Regions from separate parts of the Zea mays genome. Here region 2 is linked to region 1. Evidence: chromatin contacts called from public Hi-C data. All regions are on one chromosome and are shown on one strand. The core of a region is the stretch at or near the end of the contact, and the rest is flanking DNA. Distances in the headings are between cores, read along the strand shown.

Region 1 (6,423 bases), core at 2,095-4,594:
GACAATTTTTTGACCGAATAGTAATATAATAATATAAATTATTTTATCTAAGAAAAAATATGATATTATCCGAGGTGACAAAGTGGAAGAAGCCCACGAAGCGAACAACAGCAACATCGAAGTCGATGACGGAGTGTCCAAGGATATGCATGAAACGATGCTGGATTACGTGGGTAACGGAGGTGGTCTGTCGTCGTCATCGTCACTGACACATTCATCTTGGAAGCTGTTCCTAAAATGAATCGCTACGGAACTAGTGGTTGATACACTTTAACTCTTTTAAATTTTGATTGAAAGGATAAAAATATTAGCAATACTTACATCTCTAAACAAGTGTAATATAATCTTCCTAATATTATTATACATTATAAATCCTAATATTTTTGTCAACTAGTAAAAATAAACTGTTGCATACATGAATTATTATGGTATAAATAAAATTTTTATTTTGGTGATTTATTATTTATCTTTGTATTATAATATGTTTATTTTTTATTACTGTTAGAAATCATTATAAATTATAAATCGTTTTTAACTAAAATAATTAGTTTAATAAAATTTATAATTTTGACTAATGGATTTTTTGTTCTCAAAATAAAAAATGATAAATTAGATATAAATAAATTGTAACGAACTAAATAAGTTTTAATATAAAATATATAATTCTAATATGGAAAATATGTAATAACCGTCTACCAAAAAACTAAAATTCAAGTACCTAAATTTTAGCAAAAAATTGATTATATATATTTGTTTGACATATTTTTTTTTATCAAAACTAGAAATATTTGCTTGTTAGAAAATAAAATTAACATTCCCTATTCAACGACGGAGGGAGTACTATGCAATGCGATAGATGTGAAAAAGAACCTAGATTCCAGACCGCGTTGCATGGCCTGGACTTGAAAGGGGTTTTTAATTTCTTTTTAAAAACATACTTGGAAGTTGGAATTTTGTTGGTACTGTTGTACTCGGTACTCGTACCGACGCAAGGGCACTTTATCATTTGTGGACGCCGGAAGCACGATGGCTGCTGCGGGAACGCTAGCATCAAACATGCACAGCAGCCACAAAGAACTGTAATACATAAAGTGCTGCATGTGTTTTCTAGCAGTCGTGTCGGTGCCTAGCTTACTACTGGGCTACTCCTATTACTTGCCAGGTTCGAGAAATCAGATTTATGCCACTGTTTTTTTTTTGGAAACCAAATGAAATACCTAGTTGTTTCATTTAGGATCCAAATAAACTAGGTATCTAATTTTATAAAAACGTGTATACAATTAATCCTACTTACTATATATAGGGCACTACTTGTGTGCTCCAACTAAGCGGAGCGCGGCGCACGGAACAATCAATACGTGCAACGGTGCAAGCCCGCCCCACCCCACCCCACCCCAACATCCCCTAAAACCATGTGGGCCGTTATAAACGAGTTCGAGTTTTGAGTTCCAGGAGGAGCCCTGGAGCAGAGCTGCGGAGAGAGAGCCAGTGCCAAAAGCTGCCAACACCGCACGAGCCGTCCGCGACTGATCCAACCGCGCTCAGCGCCGACCCGCCGACCCGTGCAGCTCAGACGTCGTCGTGCGCAGCCTCGCAGGCGCGAGGAGAACCGCATTCGGTTGTCCGTCCATCGACCAAAGAAACAACAGAGAATACCAACGAAACAAGAGAGAATGGGAGGCAATGGCCAATGATGCGAGGACGGCGTGCAAAAGTGGTCTACGTAGCGAATACTCCTATATGCCTTAGGGATGGGGCGTATGTATGTATACCTGGAGCGGCATGAGCCAGAGGTAGTGGATCTGCAGCATCATGTCGGAGAGCTGCTGCGCGTCGACGGCCATGTAGTTGACGATCATGCCGAGCCCGTGCTTCTGGCGCGCTGAGCACGAGAGCCGGAGGCCCTTGCGGTACAGCGCCACGATGAGGGCGCCCCGGATCTGCATCCCCAGCTTCTGGCAGTGGAAGTTGTACTGGTGGCTGCACAGCGCCTCCGCGCACTTGGCCGCCAGCAGCGTCGCCACCAGCCGCGCGCCCTCCCCGAACGGCCGCTGCCCGCCGGCGGACGTGAAGTCCACGAAGCTCTGGATGAGCGTCGGGCCGACGTACATGACGGTCAGCCGGAGCAGCGCCAGCAACGCGTTCAGCAGGAACTGCGCCCAGAAGGTCCGGAACAGCGTGTGCCGGACCGGGTTGTTGTCCTTGGACGCCCACGCCGACGGCCAGTGCAGGGTGAAGAGCTCGTGCATGCGCTCTGGGCGGTGGGACGGTGCCAGCGTCGGCACGTCCGACAGCTCCAGCGCCGCGCGGTGCCCGCGCTGCACCAGCGGGTTCATCCAAGCCCACGTCGCGCGCGAAGCCCACGACGCCGTCGCGTAGGGGGTCACGTTTTTCTCCGTCGCCTTGTTGCTTGCCGTCTCCTCCTCCGCCGCCCCGGTGGCGTCGTTGACCACCGCCACGGATATGCCCGTCGACCCGAGGATGGAGAGGACCGGGAGGGGAAGGGACAGGACCAGCGCCGCGATCGCGAGCGCGTCGTCCGGGAGCCTAGCGGCGGCCACCACGAGGCGCGCGACGGAGGTGCCGGCGAGGAGCGCCGTCAGCGCGGGCGCCGCCAGCCAGTACAGGCGCAGGGCCAGCGGGTGCGCCGCCGCGCGGAACCGCTTCTCGTGCGCGACGACGGCCGCGGCGGCCAGGTGCGCCGCGCACTGCAGCGCCAGGAACACCGCCTCCAGGGCCTCGCCCTCTCCGCCGCCTCTGTTGACCAGGGAAAGGACGAGCAGCGAGGCGTAGAACGCGGCGAGGACACCGGACGCCGCCAGCGCGACGACGAACCCGGCGCCGACCCGAACCCCGGCCCGCCCCCCGGCCCTGTCCAGCAGCGGCTGCTTGTCGCCGTTGAGGGCGCCGCCGCCATGGCGTCGTCGCCGTGTGGAGATGAGCTTGGCGGCGCCGAGGCAGAGCAGCGCGACGAGGAAGACGGCGGACGCGGCGGAGAGGAGCATCTGCTGCGAGCACGTGGAGAGGAAGAGGAAGGCGACCCATTCCCCGAGCCCCGCGGCGGGCGCGGATGGGAGGTCGCAAGCCTCCGTGGTGAGCCACCAAGGCGGCTGCGACGCGAGGGCCATGCGGCGGCCGGGCGGGTTCTGGTGATCAGGGGCGGCGTGGCATGCAGAGGCTGACGAGGGAGTGTGTGGCTTGGCTGCGTGCCAGCCAGACGCCCAGTCCCCAGACGAGAGGAGGGGAGGGGAAGGAGGGGAGGGGAAGGAGATGCACTGACGCAGAGCAAGGAAGGCTGCTTCTTATTGTTTGGTTGCGGACTCGCGGTGAGTGGCAGAGACGACGTGTGCCGGGGCAGCCGAACGGAACAGAACTGCCAGCGGAGGGGGGCCAATAGCGGCTGGCTTTTGTGTGGTGTGGTTCCACAATCCAGCATCCCGTGGATCCGTGCTGAGAACCATGCGCTTGTCTCCGCCGCTGCCGTGCTACAGCGGGCGGCAAACGGCGCGGTCAACATGACGTGTGCAGTCGTCTGCCTGCCGTGCCTTCTTACTAAGCACCATATGGCACCCACGTATTCCGTCCTAATCTTTGCGTCGCCAGAATATGCATCACGCCTCTACAAGGCAGCTTCATGCACAGCATAAGGCTGGTGTAGGGATGGGGGAGTTCCCCGCCACCAATAGCTCCCATCCTCGTACCCGCGATGCAAAAATTTTCCTGCGGGATCTCCACAAACCGCTTATGGAAAACATTTCTTCCTCATCCCTGTTTCCCACGGTGATAAATCCACAACGGAGATCTCCATCCCCGTTTAAATTATAATTAAAACATACGTTCTTTGTTATTGATGTTAAACATTATCACTTATACATATTGTTAGATATAAAAAATTATTATGCATACATCAAAATGAACACATTTGTACTACCACATGTCTACCAAATTTTGTCACTCTATTTAATCCAATATTCTAAAACCATTATAACCAAATGATTTGACTAATAACAATTCATGTACATATACTAATAATTTACATACACATGGATTTCGAATCCCAACATCCCAATACAATAATTTGTAAAATCTCATACACTAGTTCAAAGCATGTTTTTGAAAATTAACAAAACTATTTCGGATTGCTCACAACCTGACGATAAACGGCGATGACAGACGATGGCGGCCGGTCCGGCGAGGCACGGTGGGGGACATGGCTCGGTCGCGTGTCAAGGCGAGGGTTCGGTACGATGGGGCTCGGCACGGTCCCAGACGGTCCGGACGGGGGCTCGGATGGTATGGACGAGTTCCGGTGTGGGCGTGCAGAGGCTCGGCGAGCTCGGGCGCTCAACGGCGAAGGCGTGAGGAACCCTTAGCGACGGAGAGGAAATGGGGGCGAGCTCGACAGGGGATAGGGGGAGCTCGGCTGCCCTTTTATAGAGGAGGAGGGGGAGGGGAGAGGACGCCGAGGGAGAGGAAGGGACGCCGGTGTCCATCAAAGCCATTGATGGCGTCTGTTTCCTTAGTGGAGTGAATGTGAGAAGGAGAGGAAGATCCAACGACGACAGTTTTAGGCGCAGGTAGGCGAGGGGTTGGACGCGGACGGTCCGGCCTAGCGCGGGCACAAGTGGCTTGGCCGGGCGTGGATGCGACGCGGGCACGAGGTGCGGACGGTCCGGCCAACGGCCAGGGCGCGACTGGAGGTAGGGGAAGGGCCTGACAGGTGGGACCCGCAGGTAAGTGAGTGAGAGGGAGAGGTGGAGGGAGGTTGGGCTGGGAATGGGCCTTGGTGGGACAAAATGGTTAGGGTTTTCGTTTTTTTCTTTTCCCCTATTTTCCAAAATTATAAATAAATATATTTTTAAACAATTCTAAAAATCATAATACTTATATTAAACTTATTTATAACTAAATATTTATTTTTAGACCAATGTTTCTATATTAATTAATTAGGCTTTCAATATAAAAGAAATTCTACAAAACAACCATAAATCGAATATGAGCAAACAAAAATCATTCTAAATGCAATTAGATCAAACACTTGAAAGAAAAAAAATATTTACTATTATTACTATCAATATTCTAAGTGCATTATTTTTAGTTGATGGTTTGAGGTGTTACAAACCTACCCCCTTAAAAAGAATCTCGTCCTCAAGATTAAGAAATTTCTACTCTGAGTTCATCTTCTCTTTCCCAAGTGGCCTCATCTTCCGAATGATGACTCCACTGAACTTTACACACGTTGATAACTTTACTCCGTGTAATTCTGCAGGATGTTTCCAAAATTATGATAAGATACTCCGAATAAGTCAAATCCTCATTAACGTTGAGTTCTTCCATAGGTAATTGTTCCTCAGGCACTCTTAAGCATTTCTTAAGTTGTGATACATGAAATACGTCATGCACGTCCGATAAACTATCGGGTAGCTCTAACTGATACGCTACTTGACCTTTTCTTTCCAAAATTTTGAATGTGTTGATGTAGCGAGGAGATAATTTTCCCTTAACCTTAAATCTTTTCATTCCTCTCATTCGTGAAACCTTAAGGTATACGAAGTCTCCAATTTCAAAGATCAACTCTCTTCTTCTATTATCAGCATAGCTTTTCTATCTCGACTGTGCTGTTTTCAAATTCTCTCTAACAATCTGCACTTGTTTTTCTGCTTCTTGGAGAATTTCGGGACCAAATACTTGACTTTCTCCGGTCTGATTCTAATAAAGCGATGTTCTACATTTTCGTCCATAAAGTGCTTCAAACGCTGCCATTTTTAGGCTTGCTTGGTAGCTATTGTTATATGAGAATTCTGCATAAGGCAAACTTTTATCCCAACTTCTACCATGTTTTAGAGCACAAGCTCTTAACATATCTTCCAACACTTGATTTGTTCTTTCTATCTATCCATCTGTTTGCGGATGATAGGCTGAGCTGAAGTTTAGCTTGGTATCCATGGACTCATGTAATCTTTTCCAAAAGCACGAGGTAAATTGGGTTCCTCGGTCTGATACGATCTTCTTCGGTACTCCATGCAGACAAATAATCCTCGACATGTATAATTCTACTAACTGGCTCCCGAGTAAGTTGTCTCACGGGTATAAAGTGTGCCACTTTAGTCAACCTGTCCACTATAACCCATATGGAATCATAGCCATCACGAGTACGGGGTAATCCAACTATGAAATCCATGTTGATTTCTTCCCATTTCCATTCCGGTACTTTGAGAGGTTGTAGTAATCCTGCTGGTCTTTGGTATTCGGCTTTAACTCGTTGACATACATCACAAAGTGCAACATACGTAGCAACATCTCTTTTCAAACCGTACCACCAATACTTTTCCTTTAGATCCTGGTACATCTTAGTACTTCTAGGGTCAATAGAATAAGCCAAATCATGAGCTTCTCTTAAGATAAGTTGGTGTAGGTGCTCAA
Region 2 (6,423 bases), core at 2,754-5,253, 450 kb after region 1:
TAGGATCCTTGCTTTATTTATGTGCTAGTAGACCGGATATTATGCTAAGCGTATGCATGTGTGCGAGATTTCAATCTGACCCAAGGGAGTGTCACCTTGTGGCCGTTAAGCGAATTCTCAGATATTTAGTTGCTACGGCTTGCTTCGGGATCTGGTATCCAAAGGGGTCTACCTTTGACTTAATTGGATATTCAGACTCTGATTATGCCGGGTGCAAGGTTGATAGGAAGAGTACATCAGGGACGTGCCAATTCCTAGGAAGGTCCCTGGTGTCTTGGAGTTCAAAGAAACAAACTTCTGTTGCCCTATCCACCGATGAGGCCGAGTATGTTGCTGCAGGCCAGTGTTGCGTGCAACTACTTTGGATGAGGCAAACCCTCCGGGACTTTGGCTACAATCTGAGCAAAGTCCCACTCCTATGTGACAATGAGAGTGCAATCCGCATGGCGGACAATCCTGTTGAACACAGCCGCACAAAGCACATAGACATCCGGCATCACTTTTTGAGAGACCATCAGCAAAAGGGAGATATCGAAGTGTTTTATGTTAGCACCGAGAACCAGCTAGCTGATATCTTTACCAAGCCTTTAGATGAGAAGACCTTTTGCAGGCTGCGTAGTGAGCTAAATGTCTTAGATTTGCGTAACTTGGATTGATCTATAGCATACATGTGTTTTATGTCTTTGATCATGTTCCTTTATGCATTTTATTGCTTATTTATGGTGCTCAAGTTGTGCAAGGGAGAAATGATACAACTTGACCCTTTGAGACTAACCGTGTGCTTGAGTTTACTGAATTTAGTCTCAAAGGTGGATTGAAAGGGAAAGGTGAACTTGGACCATGCAAGACTTCCACTGCACTCCGATGAGAGGGTAATTTACTCCAAGTTCATCTCCATGCTCTTATTGTCTTTTTACTCTTAATTGAAGATTTTGGTGAGGCAATGGGGTTTAAGGGCCAATAATGATCCTGTTTTGGTGCTTAATGCCAAAGGGGGAGAAATTAAGGCCAAAGCAAATGGATCAGCTACCACTTGAGAACTTTGAAAATAGTAGAGTTAGAACTTTTGATTTGTCAAAATACACTTATTGTCAAAATTTGGTCTCTTATGGGGAGAATTTATGATTATGGAAAAAGGGGGAATTTTGGATCTTGATCATTTTCTATCTTGGATTATCTCTCTTTATGCCCAAACAAGTGAGTTTGACTTAGAGATAGGAAAATGAATTTGATTTGCAAAAACAAACCAAGTGGTGGCAAAGAACGATCCAAATATGTCAAATCTTGTAGAAGATAATTTTTTGTTCTAAATTGCATTGATGTTGCACTTCTATTTGTTGCTTTTTGATGTGTTGGCATAAATCACCAAAAAGGGGGAGATTGAAAGGGAAATGTGCCCTTGGGCCATTTCTAGTATATTTTTGGTGATTAAGTGCCCAACACATATTGAGTGAGTAATTATGTGCCAAATGATGGATGAAGTGCAAATCAACAAGAAGGTATGATTCTAGACTTAGTACATTGGTTTTTGTGTACTAATATATTTGTCTAAGTACTAGAATCATAGAAAAGAGAAAAAGGAAAAGACTTGGCTGGAGCAGCCAAGACTCAGCGCAGTCTGGCACACCGGACTGTCCGGTGGTGCACCGGACAGTGTTCGGTGCGCCAGGCTGGCTTCTGGCGAACTGGCCACTCTCGAGAATTCGTCGGCGGTGTACGACTACAATTTTCGGACTGTCCGGTGGTGCACCGGACTGTCCGGTGAGCCAACGACCGCCAGCGCAACGATCAGCCGCCAAATCCGCGGGCGACGCGTGGCCCACTCCAACGGTCGGCAGGAGGCACCGGACTGTCCGGTGTGCACCGGACTGTCCGGTGTGCACCGGACAATGTCCGGTGCGCCAACGGCTACAATTCTGCAACGGTCGGTCGTGCCATTTTAGGAAGGCGATCTGCACTGGACCATGAACAGTGCGTGTCCGGTGGTGCACCGGACTGTCCGGTGCGCCACCCGACAGAAGGCAAGAATTGCCTTCCCAGATTGCCTCCAACGGCTCCTAGTTGCCTTAGGTCTATAAAAGGGACCCCTAGGCGCATGGAGGAAGTACAAAAGCATTCTTTGATCATCTCTAAGCACCAAGACTCCATTCTCGCGTATTTGATTCTTTGTGATAGTGACTTGAGCTCTATTTGAGTAGAGAACTCCTCACACTGTGTTGTGAGCTCAAGTTGTGGCTTGTGTGCGTGATTGTGCTCGTGCTTTGAGTTTTGTGTGTGTTGCTCTCCCCTCCCTTACTTCCGTGCCTCTTTGTGATCATCAATTGTAAGGGCGAGAGGCTCCAAGTTGTGGAGATTCCTCGCGAACGGGAGATAGTAAAAGAAAGAAAAACACTGTGGTATTCAAGTTGATCATTGGATCACTTGAAAGGGGTTGAGTGCGACCCTCGTCCAGTGGAACGCCACAACGTGGAGTAGGCAAGTGTTATACTTGGCCGAACCACGGGATAAATCATCATGTCTCTTGTGCTTGTTTTCTTCGTGACCATTGTGTTTCACAATAGCTTGGTACTTAGCCACTTGATTCTATTGAGCTAACACTTAACCAAGTTTTGTGGCTACAAGTATTTGATTTTTACAGGATCACCTATTCACCCCGCCCCCTCTAGGTGCTCTCAGAACTATCACATTTATGTTGGTCTTATGAAAATTAAGAAGGAGTTCCTATCCCTCAAACAGGGAGGCATGTCACTAAGTGAATATAGAGACAGATTCATCCATCTATCCTGATATGCTCCCGGAGAAGTTGATGTTGATGAGAAAAAGCAGGAACTATTTTTGGAGGGATTGATCATGCCACTTCAATACCAATTGATGTCCCACACATTCCCGTCCTTCTAGAGACTGCTAGACAAGGCTATAGCTCTGGAGTACAAACGAATTGAGCTAGGAGAGAAAAGAAGAGCTACTAACCAAGGACAGGCTGGAAGTAGTACCCGTCCCCGTTATGCTGCACCTCAAGGCACACTAGCTCGTGGTAGTTCCAGGCAACAGACTCAACAGACCCAATATCCTCCTCAAGCAAACACCCCGGCAGGACTTGTTGCTCCTAATGCATCCACAAACAGGTCGTGCTTTAAATGTAGACAGGCTGGACATTATGCCAACTACTATCCCAAGAGGGCTGCTTACACCACTCCAGCTCAGATAAAGCAAGGTCTGGCCTCAGGAGTTAAGAGTCAGGCCTTATCTATCAATCGGGGTCAGGTCAACCATGTGGAAGCAGAAGCTGTGTGTGGTGAACCCGAAAACCCAGAAGAGGAGGCGGTTGAAGGAGAAGAAGGCAGTGAAGAAGGCAATGAGCAACAGGATTAGAGTATATATATACATATATTCTTAGGAAGTAGTATTTGTAAGACCTAAATAATACCTTAGGTAGTAGTTAGTTCTTTATTATTTTAGGAATAGTAATAAGGTCTATTTGAACCTATGTTTTAATCACAAGTTATGCATCATATTGAGATTCTTGATTGTGCATATGTTTTGAGGCAAGATTGGGATACATCCTTTTTCTTACTAATCTCGAGGTCGAGATTCCTTTTAAGGGGGTAGGATTTGTAATACCCAACTTGTGGATAATAAACGAAGAGAGCTAATCTTCTTATATGTGTTACTCCTTGCTCATTAGAACAAATGGATAATCATATTTGGAGTGAATAAATTTACTAAAGATACATAAACAATATATGCATCATGTTGGGGTTATTTGTTTGTGCACTTAGAGTTAATCTAATTTGAAACATGGAATAAAAATTCAAAAGAGAAAAAAAGGAAAAGAATAAAAAGAAAGAAAAGAAATGGAGAAAAACCCTTGCGTGAGCCTTGGCTTCAGTTTTGGCCTACCAGCGAGTCAGAACTGCGCGGCCCATCCTGCCGTTGGCACTGCCCGATGGCGCTTGGCCGCTTGCTGCACGCGGAGCCGACTAACCAGGGGGGCCCGGCTGCCTAGTCCGAGCGCGCCTACTCCAACCGGTGACCGGCGAATGGGCCCAGGTTGTCAGCTCCTCCCCCTCTAGCGTAACAGATCTCACGCGCGCCGCGCCTCCGGCTCCGGGAGTCCGGGTTGTTGCGACCCGCTCGCCTCGGCCGAGGGGGGTTAACCGGATTCTCTCGATTCAGGGGGAATAAATCCGGGGCCGCTGCGACCTCTCCCTTCTACTTTCCACGCGCTAAACCACCGCGTCAAGCTGCCGCTGTCGAGAGAGCGAGAGAGAGAGATTAGCGGTAGATTAGGGAGTCAGGTTCGCCACTACAGACCCGGGGTCGCTGCCGTTCCAACCTCAGGGAGATTTCCAGAAGCATCACGTGGCTTCTGCGGCCGTATTCGTTGCGGTTCCGGGCAGATTCAAGGTCGGGAATAGGGCTGGAAAATAAGCTCGAGGCTCGCGAGCCGGCTCGAGCTCGGAGCGGCTCGCGAGCCTCGAGCGAGCCGAGCCGAGTCTGCCTTTTGGGCTCGTTCCCGTAGTGAGCCGAGCCGAGCTGGCTCGCGAGCCGGCTCGCGAGCTATGTTAAATTACTTAATATATATAATACTGATGGATATTGGCTAATTTTATAGGTTATCAATTTATTTCTTAGCTTTCATGATAGATATATGACAATTAATAATTTGGATTCCTCATAATAATGAATTATATTATATATTTCACATTTATATACTAATAATTCACTATATAATACAATTAAATAATATCAGGGTGTGGCTCGCGAGCCGAGCCGAGCCGACTCGCGAGCCGCCTTCGAGCCGAGTCGAGCCTGGTTCCTCAGCTCGTGAAATGGCCGAGCCGAGCCGAGCCGAGCCGAGCTCGGCTCGGCTCGTTTCCAGCCCTAGCCGGGAATCCCGGGGATTGCACGCCAGTGTTCCCCTCCGACGTGCGTCCGTGGCTCATTAAAGCTTGCTCCAGCCACCGATTGACCGCTGGTAAGACCATCTTCCCTTGCTCGCCTTAGCCCCTACATCGTGTATTCCTACCGGATTACAGTTTTGCTGGCACTTACACGGGGCGAGCGTGCTCTAGTCATGGCGCCGTCGTGGGGCATGCGTGTCGGCGTTGCCAGCTTCGTCTGGGAAGGGGACCATCGGGAACCATCGGATCAATAGTAGACGATCGGGATTATAAAGGGGGTGTCGGATGGGTTTTCTTTGAATCGGAACCGTCGATCTCGAGACAGGACGGGTGAGATCAGATCTTGTGTTCCAACCCACGGATCGAATGTGGCCCGTGGGATCTGGATCCAAGGCTCCACGTTGCATACCAGTTCTGTAGAGGTCAGATTTAATACGCACCGTACACCTCTGATCGGGCGGCTGTAATCGCACCTTACCTCTTTGCAGGTGCCATTTTGCGTAAGAGTCCTCGGAGTTCTGTGGTATTAACCCGTCGTCCAGGTCAATGTTAAAATAATTACAGAGAAGTCCTGGAATTTACAAAATAAACCCTGAACTCTTCTAAAATAGTGGCCGCAGCCCAAAGTTTAAATAAAATTAGTAAAATTAATAAAGAATATGATTTCTAGTATAAAAATAATTCTAGAACCTTGTATAATTCATAAGTAATTCATTTTAAATTCTTTTTGATCCATTCCAGTTGCATTAAATTCATATTAATATTGTTTATCATCTAGTAACCTTATTTTGTTAAGAAATATAGGTTAGAAATATACACTTAAATTGTTTATTATCTAGCACCTAAACCGTCGGAAAATCATAACTTTACAACCGTAACTTCGAATTTAGTGGTTCTCGAACCTATGATCACGTTATGATGCATAGATCATTATTATGCAATATATTATCATGATTGGTGTGAAATTAATTTTGCCTATACCATATTTGTTTGTATTGCTACGAGTAGCAGCGAGGTTACGAGTCACTTGAAGACCAAGTTGGTGAAGTACCTGGGAGTCTCAAGTCTAAGTAAAGTTGTGCCCTTGATCACTTTTCTCTTTACCCATAATGTTCCTGTTAATCACTGTGACATACTCAGGTTAATTTGATGGGACCTAATAGGCTTCCCTAGATTTGTTTACCCCACCCCTTGCAAACAAATGATCTATTGGGTAGACTTGTTATTGTTTTACCTGGTTTTGGGATTAATGTTATATTTGAATTATGACCATGTTCCAATTATGTTGTTGTTTTAATTATTGTTCATGACAAGATCATTGTGTTAATTGGAACATGCAGCTTAACTAGAGATAACCGTGCTACCACAAGGGTGGAATAGGACGCCCTTGGCTGACTAATTAGGAAAGCTAGTGAATGACTACCTTACCCGAAAGGGGCAAGAGAGATAGAGGATCTGCGTATAAGGAGGTTCTCGGGTCGATCATGCTATGATGGTTCTCGGGTCGATCATGCTACGA

The links. Hi-C and Micro-C count contacts between places; a contact is called where the count stands out from the background.
Region 2: a Hi-C map of leaf shows a contact between it and region 1, with 2.8 times the contacts expected there. The contact joins the enhancer-like site here to the promoter of LOC103635154 in region 1. A contact is called at or near these places in 2 of 25 Hi-C or Micro-C datasets (endosperm and leaf).

What each region holds. Positions count from the first base shown.
Region 1 is chr8:46,444,788-46,451,210 of Zm-B73-REFERENCE-NAM-5.0, forward strand. LOC103635154 (ABC transporter C family member 14) reads right to left here and starts at 3,345. Exons shown (of 13, transcript XM_020542610.3): 1 at 1,773-3,345. The coding sequence starts at 3,128.
Region 2 is chr8:46,894,453-46,900,875 of Zm-B73-REFERENCE-NAM-5.0, forward strand. No RefSeq gene overlaps it. Among protein-coding and RNA genes, the nearest start is that of LOC100283072, 100 kb to the right of the region's middle. Within about 2 kb of position 4,004, at least 19 of the 20 cell types and tissues checked have an H3K27ac peak or open chromatin away from gene starts, as enhancers often do. A contact at or near this core is called in endosperm and leaf, where this site is marked.